2 separate regions of the Astyanax mexicanus genome follow, and region 1 is linked to region 2. Evidence: chromatin contacts called from public Hi-C data. All regions are on one chromosome and are shown on one strand. The core of a region is the stretch at or near the end of the contact, and the rest is flanking DNA. Distances in the headings are between cores, read along the strand shown. Region 1 holds the start of mych (myelocytomatosis oncogene homolog). Region 2 has its middle 36 kb from the start of mych.

Region 1 (3,219 bases), core at 124-2,623, 36 kb before region 2:
AGCGGCTCTGTAGACAATGCTGTGCTTTGTTAGCTTGGGGTTCGCATCAAGCTGACAGTTATAGACAGCATATGGGCATTATTGTGGCGTTTTTGTGGAGTTAATGTTGAGTTATTGTGTAATATCAGTATTATATAACATAAAAAATACAGTGTTACATTTACCTTTATTTTATTATTTAATTTAACTGCAGACAGGGATCCCAATCCAAGCCTCCAACAGTTCTTTGAGTAATCTGATAATATAAAATAAAAGTCCCTCAGATCAGTAGGAAAAAACATTTAGAGGAACCAAGACTTATAAGAGGAAATCAGTCATCATCTGATTAATGTAACACAACACAACACAACACATACAGAACAACATAAATAACTGGAGACAAAGACAGAGATACATTTACAATTTAAATGTTTTAATATTACAAAAAAAACACAAACAAGTAATATCAGATCTAATAGTAATTTCTGAGTTATGTGAACTTTTTGCAGCATTTCTCTGAAAACAATCCATTTCTTATAACAGTCAATTAATAGATATAAGCCTTAACCTTTTTATTTTTAAGTTTTGAGTGTAAAACAATGCTGCTGTATGCATATTTTTTGCAACTTTTCAATTCTATTATAGAAGCTCAGCCCTTTTACACAAAACACTGCTAAAATAACAATATAGCTATATTCCTGATAAATTAAACATTTAGTAGTTTTAAATACGTTTTAAACCCTTATCTATACATGATTTACGTAGGAAATCCTGAGAGTGAATAAGAATGAGCTGCACTCACTCCAGTTACCTGTAGAGTTACCTGTAGAGTTACCTGTAGAGGGCGCCCGATCCGCCCTCACCTTTAAAGAAGGGGAGACATGTGTTTAAATAAAAGCAAATAACTTAAACTCCCCAAACTCCTACAAACTCCCACAATCCCCCACAAACTCCCAAACCATCCTAACCCTCCAAAAAACCCAAACCCCACAAACTCCCCAAACACCCACAAAACCACTGGCTTACACTGTAAACTGTAAACATTCTGAGGGTTTAAACACTGTTATTACTGCAGCCGGTCTGTTAGAGTATATCAGTCCTGCAGTGTGAGGAGTGTGAGGAGGTGCGGGGGGGGATACCCCACCACTGTGTGTGTGGATCTGAGTGCAGTCTTTGTTATATAATGGAGGAAGGGGCTCTGCTGATCCGCGATCTCTCTGCAGTTTTCAGTATAAAACCTTTAATCAGCCTGACCACATTTATTAGCTTTTGATCGCGGGAGTAAGGTGGATTGGGAATGGTCAGTTCCACCTTAAGCAGCGGTTTTATATGATTAAAGGTAGAGTCTATGCGGACACGTGTCTGCCGGCTCGCGCCCTCCATTTCTTGGAATTTGTTGTGCCTGCTACGCCGCTCTGTATCCCTCCGCGCGGGCACTATCCGCTCACTACAGCTCGCTCTCCCGCAGAAACAGCGCGTTTAATACCCGCTGCGACAACAACGCCCCCATATAATCACCCTCTGCGGTTACTTTGGCGATTAGAATAAATCGATTTTAATTCAATATTACCTAGAACACGTTTTGGCGCGAATTCCTCCGTGGAAGGACACGCGGCGGCGCTTCGGCTGTATAAAATTAAATCCCGGCTCCGCCACACCCACTGCCCCTCCGCGTGCTCCCGACCTCAGACATTTCAGCGGATTTACAGCTTTATTAAAACTTTCTCCACACCTAACATCGCTGATTCTCTTCTGTTTCCGCTGTTTATTGATCACGGTTTATCTCCAGCGGTCTGTTCAGCCGGTAAGTGCCCGTTTTTATCGTTTGCCGGTCGCCGGTTGCCGGTTGCATGCTGCCGGGACTTTTACTGTGAGAGCATGTGATCTGTACAGCCCTGCTCTCAGAGCCTCATTATACCTTAAACAGCACATTTTAACTAACGTTACCTAAACTAAACACATATATCTAACTTTTTATTTTTCTTGTTTTATGGAGGTTAAATGTTTTAAATTTATTTTATTTATTTATTTATTTTTGTAAAGACAAATGGCTAATGCAGTAATAAATGATCAATTATTTAGTAGCTAATCCCTATTGGAGTTAGTCATTTTTCAGTGTACAGTAAAATTAAAAACTATTTAAAGTAACTAGAAAAGCAGAAAAAAAGTATTTTTCTTATTTGACGAGAGCAAACTGCAGTGAGATTAAAACCGCATATAAATATACATATAAAACATTAATCAATAAATAAATAGAATAAAATAATCTAAAGGACCTGTAAAGTTCTGAATTGAGATTAAACGTGGCGTGTTGGGCTTTCCAGCTGGTGCATGATGTCACTAAACTACTGAGCTGGAAACGCCCCGCCCACAAATGGGCGGCGCCAGAATTGTAAACACTGATAAAACCCGCGTTTGCCGGGAAGCGTAGAGTGAACCGCGTGCTCTCGGGTGAGATTAGGAGCTGATATATAAACAGGCGGATCACTGTGTGGTTCTGTAGGTTCTGTAGGTTCGGTTCTGACCGGGTTTTGCTCCGCAGGTTCTGCAGGATGTTACCGAGCTGTTCTCCGCCGCACGACTGGCTGAGCGAGTCGGAGCCGCTGCTGTTTGATGATGAATTCTGTCAGAGTCTCATCAAGGACCTGCAGAACCACGCGCTGCCCACCCCGCCGCACTCCCCGCCGCTGAAGCCGGGCCCGGGCCGGCCGCTCTCCAGCGTGGAGCAGCTGGAGCTGGTGTCGGAGCTCCTGCTGGAGGACAGCGACTTTCTGCAGCTCAGCTGGAGCAGCGACTTCAGCGCGGAGTCCGGCGGATCGGGGTCCGGGTCCAGCCCGGGGGCGAGCTCCGATCCGAGCCCCATAGACCCGGTGTCGGCGGCGTGCCTGTGGCCGGGTCCCGGGGAGAAGTCCGCGGAGGAGAAGCTGGGCGCGGTGCTGTCCTCCAGCCCGCTGCTCTCGGATATAGACGCGCACATCTTCGCGGAGATCGCCGGATCCACGCTGGACTGCCACAGCGCGGCGCTCGCCTGCCAGCTGCTGGAGAGCGAGGATCTGCTGCTGGACAGCCCGGAGCTCAGCGAGGAGTCCTCGGACTACGGCTCTCTGTCCGCCGGGGGCGAGTCCTCCTCCAGCGATTCCGGTGAGTGTTTACTGAGTGTTGTTTCGGGGAAGCTTGTCCGCTCCGGGATTTGGTTCCTGCCGCAGCTGCAGGCGCGGCTCCGGTTAGAGCGCGGCGAAA
Region 2 (3,505 bases), core at 27-2,526:
AGAGTAGTGTACAGTAGTGTACAGTAGTGTATAGTAGTGTAGAGGAGTATAGAGTAGTGTACAGTAGTGTATAGTAGTGTAGAGGAGTATAGAGTAGTGTACAGTAGTGTAAAGTAGTGTACTATAGTATACAGTAGTGTACAGTAGTGTACAGTAGTGTAAAGTAGTGTACAGTAGTGTAGAGTTGTGTACAGTAGTGAACAGTAGTGTATAGTAGTGTACAGGGGAGGGAGATGGAAAGAGATGGAGGGAGATGGAGAGAGATGGAGGGAGATGGAGGAAGATGGAGGGAGATGGAGGGAGATGGAGGGAGATGGAGAGAGATGGAGAGAGATGGAGAGAGATGGAGGGAGATGGAGGGAGATGGAGGGAGATGGAGGGAGATGGAGGGATGAGTTCAGTGGAACACAGCCTCACTAAAGCTGGTGTTTCCAGTTTAAGGCTCTTCTAATGTTGATCAGCAGTAGATTAATGATGTAAAGAGACTGAATTTAAGCCTCAGTATGTTTTTATTGATGCTGTTTAATATTCTGAAGTTTGGAGAAACATGAAAACTGCTGATTCTGATCTTCAGCTGTTTTATAAAGAAGAACGGAATAAAAATCTCTACAGTCTCCAGATGATCAAAGCTGGTGTTTATGTTTTTACATAAAACCAAACCAAAACACCTGCAGCTGAAACTGTAGAGAAATGAGGCTCTACTAAGTTTTGATGGGGGGCTGAAAACTTTAGAGATTTTTATTTGATTAAATTTTAAAACCATGTATAACTTTTTTTACTTAAAATCTCAATAAAATACATTTAAGTTTGTGATTGTAATTAAATAATCATTTTATTGTTAAATTTATTACTTATTATAGAAATCAGATCATATTTTATTAATTTAAATATTTACAGTAAGAGAGATTCTGAGTATCAGTGTTTTTCAGCCCTTTCTCTCTCTCTGTGTGATTCTATTCAACTTCCTGCAGCTCAGCTTTCCTCACGTGCAGTACACACACACACACACACACACACACACACACACACACACACACACACACACACACACACACACTCAGCACTGGCTCACAGCAATAACATGAACCAGTTACCATAGCTACTGTGGGGCCGGGAGGCGGGGCCAGCTGCAGTTTGGCGGGAAAACTACCTCACAGCACAGAAATGCTTTTGTTGTTTTTTGTTTTTTTTACTTTTTTCCTCCTGAAAAGCTTCAAACTGCCATCGCTCCCCCGGAACAAACCCAGCCAATCAGATCACTCGATTCTGAATACCCCGCCCCACCCCTCAGCAGTTCTGTGGAATTAGGCGAATCCGGGTTTGTGCTGCTGCGTAAACGACTGTTACAGGAGGTGATTATAGGAGGTTATAGCGGGAGGTGATGCTCGCGTTGCGTCACTCTGAAACTCTGAAACTCTGAGGTTCTAAAGTTCTGAGGTTCTGATTCGGTTGATTCTGGATTTTTCTGCTTTTCTTCTCTGGAAGAGGAAGAGCAGCTCAGCTCTGTAACTCTGAGCCAAAGTCCAACATCTGCTGCTCAGCTGAAGCTCAGAACCGTGAACTCGTTCACTTTAAAGAGCTTCTCTCTCAGATCATCACTAAATAAATCTGATCACTGTTACTCTCGTATCTCCTGTAGCTCGTCAGGTTCTGTCTGAATGTGTTTTCAGATATTTATCCAGGTTCCTCCTGAAGTGTAAACCGTAACAGTTACCCAGGCTAAAGTACAGCTTCCAAACATGGTGGAGGTAGTTTCACAGACCATTATTGTAACCAGGACCTCTAAAGTAAACAATAACAGAGCAGTGCAGTCAGAGTGTGGAGCCACATGGGTTTCAAAAGAAACACAAGATAATAATAATAACAATAATAACTATAATAATTAGTCATGTGATTGTTATGATATTATAGGTGGTATCAAGTGTTATGCCTGTTGTTTTTTTTATTTATTTTTAAACCAGTAAACTAAGGTGAGTCTGTAGGATCTACCTGAGCACAGGTGTTTTATCTGCTGTGTTTTTTTTACAGTTAGGAAGTTCAGCTTCCTCCTGTCTGATAATGATTTACAGCAGGTGTTTGGAGGTGGTGGGCGGGTCAATCTGACCGTATAACCGCACCTCTGCACTCCCAGATCCTTTCATGTTCTTATCCTTCCTTTAACACCTGAACTCCAGAACACCTGACCTCCAGAACACCTGAACTCCAGAACACCTGAACTCCAGAACACCTGACCTCCAGAAAACCAGACCTCCAGAACACCAGACCTCCAGAACACCTGAACTCCAGAACACCTGAACTCCAGAACACCTGAACTCCAGAACACCTGAACTCCTGACCTCCTAAACTCTCACCTGAAGCACAGATGAAACATGTAAATGAAAATAAAAATACAACCTCATTTTTGTGTCTTTTTAAAACATGCTTTAAAAAAATACTAAAAAAGTAAAGTTTTCAACTACTGTATAAATGATAATCTTTGTATTTTGGTTCTTATGAAACTAAATACTAAATACTGATATACTGAAACACTGAAATACTGAAAGCTAAATAAAAAGTGAAAGATGGTAAAGATGTTTGGTGCTTGTTGCTGTGAAGCTGTTTGATGACGGTTGTGGAAATAAATGAAATATATTATTTGAATGTTTATTTTGTGTCCGGAGTGAAACGTTTGTAATAATATTCCAGTAAAAATCCAGGAACTATATTGTTTATCAAAGCAACCACTTAGCAATACCGTATAAACACAGAGTAGCACTCAGACACTGTTTATCAGAACCAGAGAAAACCTGTAGAAACCAAAACACAACCAACAATCAACACAATTTAATTAACTCTTTAACTTCTCCTCAAGGATTCAAGGAGATTTTATTGTCATTCGCATCACATGTGGTACATGAGGTGGGACGAAATTGTGATCTCACGATCCAGTTTACACCCAAAGAGCTGTTATTAATAGATATATAGATAAAAAAGAATACAATAAAAGAAATAGAATATACAAAATAGACAGATAAATATCCATAGGTTTAGTAGAGCGCACATTTTAGTTGCTGTATTTTCTAGAAAGTTTTAAATCTGATTGCTCTGTTTTTTACTAATCGATCGGTCTCTGTGTCCCTCTGTGACGTTTACTCAGCCAGAAATATGAGAGGAACCTCAGGAGAACCGACTCACCAACCAATCAGATAATCAATATTCAATAATCAGATAAATCAGCAGCAGCAGATTTCTGACCCCTGAGTAACAAAACAGCCGAGTTAAGAACCGTGATCCAGCCTGACTCACTCTCACCCTCTCACCTCTCACCCTCACCCTCTCTCCTCTCACCCTCACCCTCTCACTCTCTCCTCTCACTCTCACTCTCTCCTCTCACTCTCACTCTCTCCTCTCACTCTCTCCTCTCACTCTCTCCTCTCACCCTCTCACTCTCACTCTCACCCTCTCACTCTCACCCTCACCCTCTCACCTCTCACTCTCTCCTCTCACTCTCTCCTCTCACTCTCTC

Evidence for each region. Hi-C and Micro-C count contacts between places; a contact is called where the count stands out from the background.
Region 1: a Hi-C map of blood shows a contact between it and region 2, with 1.8 times the contacts expected there. The contact joins the promoter of mych here to the enhancer-like site in region 2. A contact is called at or near these places in 3 of 3 Hi-C or Micro-C datasets (blood and muscle).

Annotation. Positions count from the first base shown.
Region 1 is chr5:58,201,461-58,204,679 of AstMex3_surface, reverse strand. mych (myelocytomatosis oncogene homolog) reads left to right here and starts at 1,373. Exons shown (of 3, transcript XM_007258497.4): 1 at 1,373-1,783; 2 at 2,522-3,120. The coding sequence starts at 2,532.
Region 2 is chr5:58,165,467-58,168,971 of AstMex3_surface, reverse strand. No RefSeq gene overlaps it. Among protein-coding and RNA genes, the nearest start is that of mych, 36 kb to the left of the region's middle. Within about 2 kb of position 1,276, the one cell type or tissue checked has an H3K27ac peak away from gene starts, as active enhancers do.